Linked DNA regions of Rattus norvegicus: regions 2, 3 and 4 are each linked to region 1. The links are chromatin contacts, called in public Hi-C maps. All regions are on one chromosome and are shown on one strand. Each heading gives the region's core, a stretch centred on a gene start, on an enhancer-like site or on the middle of the called end of the contact. The rest is flanking DNA. Distances are from core to core; before and after follow the strand shown.

Region 1 (3,211 bases), core at 299-2,798:
TAAAGTTTATTATCAACTGAATAGTGGAGTGAATCCACTCTGTTTTATCTGGAATATCCTAGATGGATATCTCATGAATCGCTACATAATTTAAGCTGTTTAGTTAGTGTTCACTTAGGTTTCTGACCGTGACTAGGGATGAAGTGGAATCCCACTGATTGGTCTGCACGAGAACCGTCATATTCGGAATTCTGAGCTGAAAGGGCTGCACTTGAGAAGCAGCTCATGAGTTAAGGTTTTGCGTTAGGATGCAGTGTGGTGTACCTTGGTTAGTGGCTTTGAACAGGATGCTTTGATAACCACAGTGCTTAGGATAGTGCAATGAAATATTCTTCTGGTCTGATTGCCAGATTGTCATAGAAGGGGTCAGAGAGCAGGATGAAATTGATGACACGTGACCATAGAACTGCAGTTAGAGGTATCTTCAAAGGATTAGGCTAGACTCAGTAAGGAGAGCACGGGAAAACAAGCATTGGGCAAATTACATATTGAAGGAAAATATACGGAAACAAGGCAAGCCCAGGATGCTGGTGTTGGTTAAACTCTCAGTTTTGATCTACTTAACACAAATTTATTGAAATAGTGAGGCCTCCTCAATGACCGAGGAGAAGTGTAAAGTTGTGAGCATGGGGGCTGTCCCTGTGGTGTACCACACCTATAACTGCAGTTCTAAGGACCCTTGTTTCTCTTTAGGAGAGAGGCCAGAGATTGTGTCTCCCCAAGTAACAGCAATGGCAAACAACTGAACGGTGCTTACTCAGTACAGTAGCGTTTTACTTCCTTCGCCTGTAAGATAAGAATGACATTATCACAGAATCCACAAACTTTGGGATGGAAGGACAGTGCAAATGACTCGCTCAAGGACATACAGCCTATCAGTGCCAGAACACAGCCTGGCTCCCTGAAACTGGAGCTCTCATTTGTAACTCCTCAGCTCCTTTCTCCCCGCACCACCCTTGCCTCTGGTCAAACAAGGTTCTTCCCGAACTCTAACTTTGTTCCGGTCAGTCTCCACTCCTTGTCAACAAGATCAGAGAGTACAGGAAGGAAAGGAGCCGTACCTTCAGTGACAAGATGGGTATCTTGTGAGTTACTACATATTAACCCTAGCAAAGGCGTACTTATCAGTGCAACAGCTAATCTTCTTTGTGAAAGCCTTTATTACACGTAGGGGTTAAGGTCATTTTAGGAGCATTTACTCTGAGCAGTCAGAGAAGGAACAGCGGGCTATTGTAGATACAAATACACTTTCGTAAAACACAAAAAACAAACAAACAAAAACCCCCACCCCCCATTTTATGACGTAAAGATCTAAACAATTTCAGATAATTTACTTCTGGAAATCCTCCCACCCACCACGTGGTCACTCAAGTTCGCTCCTTTTCCATAGCCGCCACAAGGGGGCAGTTGCGGCCGCACAGTCGGCGCACACACGGCTGCTCGGCCATCCCTTGCTCTTGTCTGGCACGCGGATCTCGGCAATGGATTAGCTCCTCTGGGGACGTGGGAGGCCCGGGCCCCGCCCCCGGCCGGCGGTGGCCCCAAGCTGCAGTCGCTGCGGTGAGCAGAGCGGATCTGCACGGAGGCTACGAGCGGAACGGGGAGCAGACCGTGCGTTGCCCTCAAGGCTCGCTCCCTTCGGCGCTCAGGGGCGCGGGTACTGACCGCGGGGCCCTCGGACCGGCCCGGGCTCGGGGCGCCAGGCTCGAGACCATGGCGCTACGCGCCCGGGCGCTCTACGACTTTAGGTCCGAGAACCCCGGTGAGATCTCCCTGCGGGAGCACGAGGTGTTGAGCTTGTGCAGCGAGCAGGACATCGAGGGCTGGCTTGAAGGGATCAACAGCCGCGGCGACCGCGGCCTCTTCCCGGCTTCGTACGTGCAGGTTATCCGTGCGCCGGAGCCTGGCCCTCCGGCCGACGGCGGCCCAGGAGCTCCGGCCCGCTACGCCAACGTGCCGCCCGGCGGCTTCGAGCCTCTGCCAGCCGCGCCGCCCGCTGCCTTCCAGCCGCTGCTGCAGCCGCAGGCGTCGCCCGGTTCCTTCCAGTCGCCGGGCGCCGGCTTTACCTACGGCGGGGGCGCCCCGCAGCCGTCGCCCCAGCAGCTCTACGGTGCTTACCAGGCCAGCCTAGGCAGCGACGATGACTGGGACGACGAGTGGGACGACAGCTCCACAGTGGCAGACGAGCCAGGCGCGTTGGGCAGCGGTGCGTACCCGGACCTCGACGGTTCGTCCTCAGCGGGCGGCGGCGCGGCCGGCCGCTACCGCTTGTCCACACGCTCGGACCTGTCGCTGGGCTCCCGTGGCGTCTCAGCGCCCCCGCCGCATCAAGCGTCTGGAGCCAAGAGCTCCGCCACGGTGAGCCGCAACCTCAATCGGTTCTCCACCTTCGTCAAGTCGGGCGGGGAGGCGTTCGTGCTGGGAGAGGCGTCAGGCTTCGTGAAGGATGGGGACAAGCTGTGCGTGGTGCTGGGTCCCTACGGCCCCGAGTGGCAGGAGAACCCCTACCCCTTCCAGTGCACCATCGACGATCCCACCAAGCAGACCAAGTTCAAGGGTATGAAGAGCTACATCTCTTACAAGCTGGTGCCCACGCATACCCAGGTGCCCGTGCACAGGCGCTATAAGCACTTCGACTGGCTGTATGCGCGCCTGGCGGAGAAATTCCCGGTCATCTCGGTGCCCCATCTGCCCGAGAAGCAGGCCACCGGGCGCTTCGAGGAGGACTTCATCTCCAAGCGCAGGAAGGGTCTGATCTGGTGGATGAACCACATGGCCAGTCACCCAGTGCTGGCCCAGTGCGACGTCTTCCAGCATTTCCTGACCTGCCCCAGCAGCACTGATGAGAAGGCCTGGAAACAGGGTAAGCGGAAGGCTGAGAAGGATGAGATGGTGGGCGCCAACTTCTTCCTCACTCTGAGCACACCACCTGCGGCCGCCCTGGACCTGCAGGAGGTGGAAAGCAAGATCGATGGCTTCAAATGCTTCACCAAGAAGATGGATGACAGCGCGTTGCAGCTCAACCACACTGCCAACGAGTTTGCGCGCAAGCAGGTGACTGGCTTCAAGAAGGAGTATCAGAAGGTGGGCCAGTCCTTTCGGGGCCTCAGCCAAGCCTTTGAGCTGGATCAGCAGGCCTTCTCCGTGGGTCTGAATCAGGCCATTGCCTTCACCGGAGACGCCTATGATGCCATCGGTGAACTCTTCGCTG
Region 2 (3,211 bases), core at 387-2,886, 180 kb after region 1:
AAGTCAGCTCTGCAGCCAGCCTGGTTTCCTCCTGCATCTACTATCGAACTGCCCAGTTAGTTGCCTTCTAAGCTCGAGTTGGCCCATTGCAGAGAAATGAAGACAATGTTCTGATAGGCAGTGAGAGTCAGCACAATGCACTAGGGTGAGGGGCAACAGGAGGCTCCCCTTCCTTCCTCGGGCAGCCTACAGGAAGAACCTCGGTGTAAGATTCTTGTTTGGCATTTCCTCAATGAAGGACACTCCTTGTCCCTCCATCCTTAGGAATCAGGGTCCTGGTTGTCTACAGGCTCCAGAACAGTGTCCAAGCTCCTTATGGGCCACTGGGACATCCTTTTCCCTGAGAGTTTAGGCTCTTGAGTTTAGAGGTCCCAGGAGACAGGTAGTAAGGAAAGCTAGAAAATGTTGGCCATCGTCCAGGCTCAGTCCCTTTTTCCAAATGTGAACATCAAGACCAAGAAGGGTAAAGTGTCTTTTCTGGGGTCAAAAGTCTTCCTTTGTCAAGATCCAAGCAAAAGCTCAGTGTACAACCAAACTGACCGTGACAGACTGACTGCCTATCTGGCTTGTCTTCTTAAGGCAGGACGAAGGGTTCACCACACAAAGTGTTGAAGGACAGAGTGAGATACACTGTATGAACATATTTTAATATTCTTATATATTTTCATACATGATATGTATTTTGAATTTTGAAAAGTTCTTATGAAAATCAGACAGGGGAAGCTTCATTCTATTTCAGCTCGTTTCCTTTCCCCGTCTCCTCTGTGCATGCTAAGTTAATGAGCTCATAAATTGGATGTAGCATGCATTTTGAATTTCTATAAAATCCTTCGAAGTTTATACTGGATGGAACAGTGCAGTATTTTTAATTCCTATGACATGCTGAAAGGGAAGGAAAAACAGGAGACATATGCCCCTAAGTAGTTTAAGATAGTGTGGTCTTAACAGTTGAGATAAAATGTATTGACAGTCTGCTATATATTATACAGAGCACTACACGGCATCTTGGAGAGTCAGACACAAGCATGGTAAATCTGCAGAGAGGAGAGTTCATGCCTGTGAATACTTAGAATCTTGTGCATGTAGCCCCAGTCCACACACAAATTATACTGCACACAGAAAATATTGATACGACAAAGGACTTCAAAGTATGTCACCTTGGCGTGAGAGAGTGGTGTGGTGGGAGGAGAGGGAGGTGAGATGTGGGAGAGCGGGAGTGTAGGAAGAGCCCCATGAGAAAACAAATGGCCAATGGCCGAGGCCAGGAGACCTGTAGCTACCCTGAAATCCCTCCACCCCACTCCCCTCTCTCTTTCTCTCAAGCAGTGGTAGAGTCCCTGCCGAGGAGTAAAGAAAGAGTTAATATTGTGCAAGGCCAGTGTTCAGAGAAAAAGCAGGCGAGGGGGCCGGGCGTCTGACCTAATTCTTTTCCACTTTAAAACCTCTATCTTTACGTCCCTAAGTGGCTTTCCACATCCCTGGCTCCTTAGTGATAATGACGAGTGTCAAGATGAAATAAGGCTGGAGAATGCTCTGAGTGCCGTTTTGTGTTTTCACCGGGAACCTAAATATGCCCACAAATCAAACAGTTCAGAATAACGGGAGTGACGAAGGCATGGCTCACCCCTCCCTCGCTTAACCTCCTAAAAGATTGCTGTTCTGCAGTTACCTTTTTTTGTGGGCAACTTTTCTTTAAAAAATTCTCCCCCATTTTCTCCCTAGCCATTATTATTTTTTTTAATCAATTTTAGTGCTGACTGTTACCCCTCCTCATTAACTTACTTGAGCTCCTTATTATTTCCTGACCATCTCTGACTGACAGATTCCTAATGTATGGCCTCACTGGCACTTTTCCAGTTTCCTCCTTAACTCCTGTCTTGTGAAACACATATAAACGGTTAAAGTGTTATACATGCACTATGTGTTAACACACATTATATGTGTGTGAGATGTATAAAATCCACGTGGGCATGCTTCACAGGAAACATCACGCAGGGCCCCATTGCTCACATCCTGCACTGGAACTTGGCCCCCAAAGCTGGTTCAGCAATTGTCCTCTGACAGCAGATTCTATTTAAAGCAGCTGGGGCTGTATCCTGAGGGTGGGATCTCTCGGGCCCTTCTGCTTGCTTGCCAGCCAGATAATGTACATGGCAAGGTTTTCAAAACTTGGAAACATGTGCTGTGGCAGGGGGTGGGGGCAGTCCTCGACACCGTGAGAGGCGTGTGCTCAGGCTTTTACTGCACAGGTACAGAAAATAAAATGTGAGCAAGACAGTGGGGCCCAGGATGCAAGGAGAGAGGGAGAGAAGGAGAGAAAGGGGACAGAGAGAAAAGGAAAGACAGGGGAGAGGAGAGGGAAAAGAGGAAAAAGAAGAGAGAATAGGGGAAGGGAGGGGAGGGGAAGACAGAGGAGAGAGAAAAGGAAGGAAGGAAGGGAATGAGGGGAATCATACTATGCTTAGCCTAATATCTTAGAGTCTAGAAGAGAATTCATCAAATACTTACTTAGCAAGGTATAAAATTATTACTAGGCTCAAAGTCCCATTATACCAAACAGTTGGGGATGGGAATTCCACCGGTGTAACTGAGAACCGGAAGATGGGTAGGTGCTCACCTTGTCGACACAAGTGGTGGGTAAGGAGCCTTGAAAAATCACCTGAGATGGCTCTCCCACCACACTCCGATGGCCTGAAAGGCGATGACTGTACCACACTGCATTCTTCCTTCGGTCTACTCTCTAGTATGTGCTCAGACAGGAAACTTTCTCCATCACATGCTGAATGGATGGTATTGCTCAGGAAACATTATATAATGGGCCTTCACTGACTCATAGAATAATCCAGATGTGCAGAGATGATAATCTCTTTGCACGAGACTTCCCTTGCTTAGCAGCTGGGCTGCATGGAAGAGGCTCCCCCAAGGCACAGCACCCTTAAACTGTTGTTCCTGCCGGACTCTGTGGGTGAGCTTTGGGGTGGATTGTTGTCCTTAATGCTCATTTTCCTTTCTTCAAGATGGAGTCTAGAATAACAGGGACTCAATTGCACCCGGGACCATCCTGATCCCAAGTGGCCTTGGCCTTGGAGCATGGGACCTGCACGGCTTAACTCAGTTAATAAGGACCCTATGGTTTTGTCTGTTGGCTTCGCAGGGCCTGCCATGTCCATCCAGTTGGTTCTCCCCCAGCATTGACTATGTAGCTATCTTA
Region 3 (3,211 bases), core at 485-2,984, 150 kb after region 1:
TGAGCCAGTCAACACTCTGGAATGTAGAGGGTTTCACAAGCCTCCACCATCTCTAATTGAGGATTCACCAACTGTTGAGAGCTTCCTAGGGAGAGGAAGACTCCGTTTCCTTTAGGATTGTGGTCCTTGGTGGGTTGATGGTGCCACAGCCATGAGTTCATGGGCAGCATATGTTGGACTTCATGGGTTATTGAAGTTGGGTGTGGTCTAGAGGAGACTGGATGATGAGAGGTGGCTCTGTGAGAAGCTAGAGGAAAGGTGGATATGGTCAAAAGACGTTATATGAAGTTCTCAAATAGTTAATAAAGATGTTATGTTAACAAAACCCTTAAAATCAGCATGACACAAAGTTAATATCAAATAAGAAAATTGTCAAAGGATTGTAAACCAGAAGCAGACCCGGAAGGAAATAAGAATGTGAAATAAATAAGAGTAATGCAAATTAAAACAACTATGAGATCCTGGGTTACCATATTTCTAACTCTTGGGGCTTTTAGACTTTTTCATTGGTTACTTTGGAGAATGAAGATGTTGGTGTAGAGGTTGGTTAATTTTGTAGAAGACATTTGGAGAAAACTTCATGTAAATATATGCCTACTTTCAAACTTTTCAATTTTATCCAGTTTATCCCTTGAAGATTCTCATACACATCAAAGGATAGATTTCGGAAACAGCTCACACTCAAAACTGAAAAACTGGGATTGACTTAAATGAAGAATATTGAAGTAAACCATGGTATGTTCCTACGATGCGAGCTTCTACAGCAGTTACAGTCAAGGAAAACCGAGCTACATAGATTTAATATTTTTAGGTATAAATCTCAAGAAGATGTCACTGTTTTTGATACATGTGTTCAGGACAAGTTTCTTTGGAAAGATGAGCATCAAATTCAAGATAAAGAAGCCTCCATAGGGAGATGTGGTGAGTCATAGGAGGCTTCAGTAATGCTGGAGAGATGGCTCAGTGGTTAAGAGCACCAACTGCTCTTCCAGAGGTCCTGAGTTCAATTCCCAGCAACCACATGGTGGCTCACAACCATCTGTAATGGGATCTGATGCCCTCTTCTGGTGTATCTGAAGGCAGCTATAGTGTGTTCACATAAAATAAATAGATCTTTAAAAAGAAAAGGAGACTTCAATGGTGTACTTCTTTGTTTTTTGACATTTTGTCATACCATATAATGTCCTTATTTTTTCTGAAGCAGTCTATATGGTATATATGTGAATATAGTGTTATTTTGTATATTTCCTTGTTTCTTGAGGTAGTTCATGAAAATAAGAGCTAGGAACACCTCTAGAGGCAATGTGCAGGCTATCTGTGGGGAAAAGGACACCACTGTGCTCCTGGTTAAGAAGTGGCAGTGGCATAGTGAGTGAATGCTGTGAGGTCTTAAATCAAGCAGAGGACTGATCATGGAGCAGAGACATCTTTACCATTGACTTAATGAAAAGAAGATTCATTCACTATGAGTAATGGGTGTGGGGGGGTCAAAGGTCACCTAAGAGAGTTCCAACTTGAAAGGCTCGGAAGTGGCTGATGTTTGAAGAATGTGGGGGTGGGGGAGATGGCTGAGTGTGAGAATGAGGTACTAGTTAGGTTGGAAGTCTCTGAGAGACACTCAGACTCAGTGCACTTCTGGTGGGAATGGAGGTGTGGCCTTAGAAGGCTGCTTCTGGGCTTTCACTTCAGTTGTTGGCCTCTTTCGTCTGTCCATGTACCCACATCCCAGCTCACCACACATTACTCAGAGCTTCCTCAGACTGCCAAGCTTCTGCTTGTTGTGGTTTGATGGGCATATCAAGTCCGTGTGATTTGTCATGACAATCTTGGCTCACCATTCTGATGTCTCATAGTTGGTCTCCTTTTTCTCTCTCTTGGTCCTGGTTTCTTGCTGATACCGCCTAGATCCATGAGGAATTAGAAGGAAAGGAAACTTGGCACAGAACAAGACAGACAAGCACGTAAGCTTTCATGGATGTGTGTGAGTACAAACAGAAAGTAACGTATTGGCTATATTTGGATGAATAGTAAAAGTATCACCCCATCCATGTGAGCGTGGACATGGAACACTGATTCTATAACACAAACCAGGAGAAAATAATTTATCACTCATGGGAAATAAGGAAACTCAGAGGACTTGAAAGCCTACAACAGAACCCTCACTGCCCAGCTACTCAGTCAGGTTTGCAGAGGCTGCCTTAGAAACCACTGAGCTGACGATCCTATAAGAAATTGCCAGAGGAGGAGAGGGAGGATCACAGAAGAGCTGCCATTTAAGTCAGTGCTCCCAGGGAAGTGATGTTCCCAAAGCAGAGAGAACCACTGGTCAGAGCAACATGAGGCAAATGAGGAGAAACTGTGTGACCCTAAAACTGAAGGAGGATCCAGTTCAAGGAGAAAATAGACCCTCATGAGAATGCCCAACCAATAAAACTAATGGGAGCTTGGAAGGGAAAAAAAACTCACGATGAGGAGGGTTAGCCAAGGTTACAGCTTTGGGAGGAGATCAAGTTCAGTGAACCTGGATGAGACCAGAAGAGAAATATTGGACAGTAAAGAAAAGATAATAAAACTAATGGTCAGAAAGGAATGGAGAAGGTTGACTCAGTCCCTCCTGACCCTAAAACACCATTAAGGGAAAGGACCTGGATAATACTAGATAATTATAGTTATTATGTTTTAAGTTTGCCTGTTTCAAACAATGTGTAGTTAAGGATGATCCTGACTTCTCAATCCTCCTCTTCTGCCTCCCAGTGCTGGGATCACAGGTACGTACCATCCTGTTTTATGTGGTGCTGGCCATGAGCGTGCCGGACAAGCACCCCTACTGCACTGTGTCCTCATGCCTGCTATGGTTGTCTCAAGATGGAAATAGAATAGTACATAAGCCTTCTTCAGCTCTGTCTTTAAGCAAATTCACACAGTTCAGGAGCCTCCCATGACCTTCTCAAGTGATAGTCCATCAGCACTGCTTTGCAACAGGGAACATGGCAGAATCCATACAGACAATGATTCTGCTATAGAGCCAGCCTTGGAAGACAGAGTCACAGCCTGGCAACCTCAGACCCAGAGTCAGTCTCCTCTCTGCTATGACTCATATGACTTCATGCTATGAAGCCCACCCAGGCTTCATAGGCCTTGCTTGGTGTTACGTTGCTGTTCCTTTCAGGGTGTGAATATGATCATCGAAGACAGGCAAGACCCTAAAGAT
Region 4 (3,211 bases), core at 407-2,906, 140 kb after region 1:
CTGCTTGATCTTTGAAGTAACCTGAACTACTGCTGTGACTTTCCTTTCTTTTCTTTGACAACTTCAACAGATGCCTCTTAAATATACATTCTCCAATATTGTAAGTTTTTGTTCGTCCCCCTAGAGTGTAAGCTTCTTCATCCCTGAGAGCAAATAGATGAACGAAAAAGGAAATAAGAAAAGAGCCCAATGTCCTAGTGTGTTGGTTGCGTGGTGAATTTGATTAGCTATTTAATAAATATTCATCTCTTCTTGACTCACGGACATTAGCAGTGAAAGAGCTGGGCTTCCAGAGGAATCTTCAGTATGAATACCCATGGCCAGCAGCAGTATCTATCTGGTTTCATGGCTCCTAGCCATGAAGCTAAGCAGAGGAGCTAACCAGAACCTGCTAAGTTCGCACAGCTGAAGTGATTGGAAAAGACTCCCAGAGATAACTCAACATTTCTAATAACTCAGTTAAGAAAATAAAAAGTAGCTTTGATTCTCCCATTTGCAAATCAGCGTCTTGACAATAAACCCTTGGTTAAAGGACTGTTGTGTATGGGAGCCTTGGTGCAGCATGTGACCCTGGATTTCAAGTTAAAGGGGTGTTTAAAGGCCTTCGCAGCTTCTTGGGATGGGAGATTTGAGAGTAGATAAAAGAATTATGTCTTCAAACCAGAGAAGATAGAGAACAAGTTTATTTAGGGCACCCCAAAGAGAGCAGCAGGCATGGCAATAAAAGAAAGACATGCCTGTGTATGGTATGAGGGTAGAGTATCACTGGTCTAGGGCGAGCCACTTCCCTTGCAGTAGCTCAGCACATAATTCCCACCATATTACTGATCGGTGATGTTCACTCTTGAGCGGTTAGGGTGAGCCATAAGGCATTCAGTTTCCCAGGCATGTGATTCCCACCATGCAAATGAGCTTTGTCGTCGCTGTTCTTGCTATCATGAGGTTCTGCTGTTTCACTGTTTGGGTGAAATGGAGCTTGTAGCATTCCTGTTTTAAGGGTGATTATGAGACCAGACTGGCTTTGGTGACCTGTTCCCTTGCTGGCCTCTCAGTCATGACCTTCCTTCCACATTTCCACATCCATGATGAGATCACAATGATGAGGCGGTACAAGTAGTTTGGACAGATGAGGACCTTTCATCCTTTACAATAAGACTATGGTGGAAGGTGGACCTCTGATTCTCATTCTGCTTTTGTTGAGTACTTATATACTTGTAGTCACCTCCCCTAAGAGTCGCAAAAAAAAAAAAAAAAAAAAAAGTCTGAGGAGAAAAAGGACATGACATGTGTAGGATGAATTTCTTGTTGTTTCCCCTGGATTTGCCTGTTCTGACCCTTGCCTCACTCACACCCCGCCCACTGCACATGGGACTTTGCTGGGCTAGAAATTTGAGTCAGGAGGAAGTGCTCTGGCCTTGGCCTCTTGCTTTCCCAGCATCAAAGGCCACCATGTGAGCTGGAAAGGAAGCTCTGTGTGCATTATGTTGAGTTAGCAATGGGCTTTCTGAGAACAGCAAGGAAATCTGGGGTTGGTAGCAGCAAGAACTAAGTTTCAGGCATGACTGTGCAATTTCTGAGACTCTTAGCAAGTCCTTGCTCAATAGAATAGCAGATTCCAAACAGCAAAATAAAGCTAAGATTTGCCGCCACCTACATATCCACACCGTTGGCTACAAGAGGTAGATAGCCATTTTCCTGCTGTCAGGGTTTTGTCTCCTAGCACTAACAGCTATGAGGGAAATTGTAGCCTAAATCCTTTCTTCAATATAGAATTGCAACACCATCCTTTCTCCAGAGAGTACCTCATTTCCAAAAAGTTCATCATTCCTGTGTTGGGTATCCCATTTAGGAAAAAGATGAGAGTTACATTCACTTGGGGCCCCCATTCATGGGAGTCACAAAGGAATGATCCCCTGATGGGATGCCAAAAAGAACCATATACTCTTACACTCTGCTACTTGTCAATTATTCTATCAATGAATTCACTCATTCATTTATCTATTCAGTAAATATTTATGTTGAGTTCATTCACCCATTAAATAAATTATAATGTAACAATACCTGAGTTGGGAATATAAGGGTAAATTCTGTGGCTAAACCCATCCTTGTTTACATTTGGAAGAGACTGAGATAGTAAGAAAGCCCTTAAAATTATGGTCATTATATTCCCTTTGATAGAGAAGCCATGGAGTGATGTAAGCTTGCACAAGATGTAGACGTGGATCTGTCTACTTTTCAAGGAAGTGATGTATAAGGAAAAGTAGTAGGGGTCATCGGGTGACAAAAGTTGGGAGGGCAGGATGTACCGAGAGTTGTCAAGACAATGGTCAGTCTGCGTAAGGCAGAAGGTGAGAGAGGTCGTGCGAATTGCAACAGAGATTGTAGAAGGCTGGGGTGTAGCAAGGGGAAGCATGAATAAAGCAGTGATGATCTGGTATTTCTGTGGACTCTTAAGCAAGGGAGTATTACAAAAGTGTTTAGGAGAATGGTTACTCTGTTTTCTATGTTCAGCACATACTGGAAGTGACAGAGACCAGCAGTAGGGAGACAAGTGAGGGGATATGGAAAGATAAGACATGGAAGGCTGTCCATGAAAACAGAGGGAAGACTGGCAGAGCCCAGTGTCTTTGAGATTGGCCAGAGATTGCACCAGGAGAAACCTGGGAACACTGGACAGCACCAGATTTGTAGGAGCAGCCCTCTGCTGAACAGTACTCACTGGGACTCATTTATCACAGTGGTTTTCGAGCTGTTCCAGTCTCAGGCTTCCCTGGAGGTGCGTTAAGGAATCCATTCAACCAGAGTGTCTCCATATTGACCCGTCGGACAAAGGCTGGAAAGTGTCTATTCTTCTTCTTCACAGTGGACTCATTCTATCCGAATTCCATTTGCCCCCCAGCAATTATTAAATTTAGATGTGGGTATGTCTAGACCACCAACTCTTGACTCCACCTATGCCTCCATGCTCCTAAGATCTCAAGTCCCCCCAAAAGGTGGTTCTTTTTTTTTTTTGGTGGCTTTTTTTTTTTTTTTTTTTTTTTGCTTCTGTTCCCACACCCACCTAATTCACTCTTCCTTGGCTTGACTCCCATTGTAATTCTCTTACAGCAATTCTATGAGGTATGTGTGTGTGCATGTGCATATGAATATGTGTGTTGAATTACTCTAAACTCTTAAACATTTATCAACAGAGATAAAAATTAAACCTGAC

The links. A called contact is a pair of places that touch in the nucleus more often than the background predicts.
Region 2: a Hi-C map of the Rat2 cell line shows a contact between it and region 1, with 2.5 times the contacts expected there. The contact joins the enhancer-like site here to the promoter of Snx18 in region 1. A contact is called at or near these places in 8 of 12 Hi-C or Micro-C datasets (the Rat2 cell line, Schwann cells, frontal cortex and 4 more).
Region 3: a contact with region 1 is called in a Hi-C map of the A7r5 cell line, with 3 times the contacts expected there. The contact joins the enhancer-like site here to the promoter of Snx18 in region 1. A contact is called at or near these places in 3 of 12 Hi-C or Micro-C datasets (the A7r5 cell line, Schwann cells and mammary epithelial cells) and 1 of 1 datasets of contacts at active chromatin or transcription factors (oligodendrocytes).
Region 4: a contact with region 1 is called in a Hi-C map of prefrontal cortex, with 4 times the contacts expected there. The contact joins the enhancer-like site here to the promoter of Snx18 in region 1. A contact is called at or near these places in 3 of 12 Hi-C or Micro-C datasets (Schwann cells, frontal cortex and prefrontal cortex).

What each region holds. Positions count from the first base shown.
Region 1 is chr2:46,989,853-46,993,063 of GRCr8, reverse strand. Snx18 (sorting nexin 18) reads left to right here and starts at 1,548. Exons shown (of 2, transcript NM_001107652.1): 1 at 1,548-3,211. The coding sequence starts at 1,714.
Region 2 is chr2:46,807,001-46,810,211 of GRCr8, reverse strand. It overlaps LOC134485842 (a long non-coding RNA gene), which reads right to left. Exons shown (of 2, transcript XR_010064095.1): 2 at 1-3,211. Among named protein-coding and RNA genes, the nearest start is that of Cspg4b, 140 kb to the right of the region's middle. Within about 2 kb of position 1,636, at least 2 of the 93 cell types and tissues checked have an H3K27ac peak or open chromatin away from gene starts, as enhancers often do.
Region 3 is chr2:46,835,219-46,838,429 of GRCr8, reverse strand. It overlaps the pseudogene Rpl32-ps16. Among named protein-coding and RNA genes, the nearest start is that of Snx18, 150 kb to the left of the region's middle. Within about 2 kb of position 1,734, at least 6 of the 93 cell types and tissues checked have an H3K27ac peak or open chromatin away from gene starts, as enhancers often do. A contact at or near this core is called in the A7r5 cell line, where this site is marked.
Region 4 is chr2:46,853,431-46,856,641 of GRCr8, reverse strand. No RefSeq gene overlaps it. Among named protein-coding and RNA genes, the nearest start is that of Snx18, 140 kb to the left of the region's middle. Within about 2 kb of position 1,656, at least 3 of the 93 cell types and tissues checked have an H3K27ac peak or open chromatin away from gene starts, as enhancers often do. A contact at or near this core is called in prefrontal cortex, where this site is marked.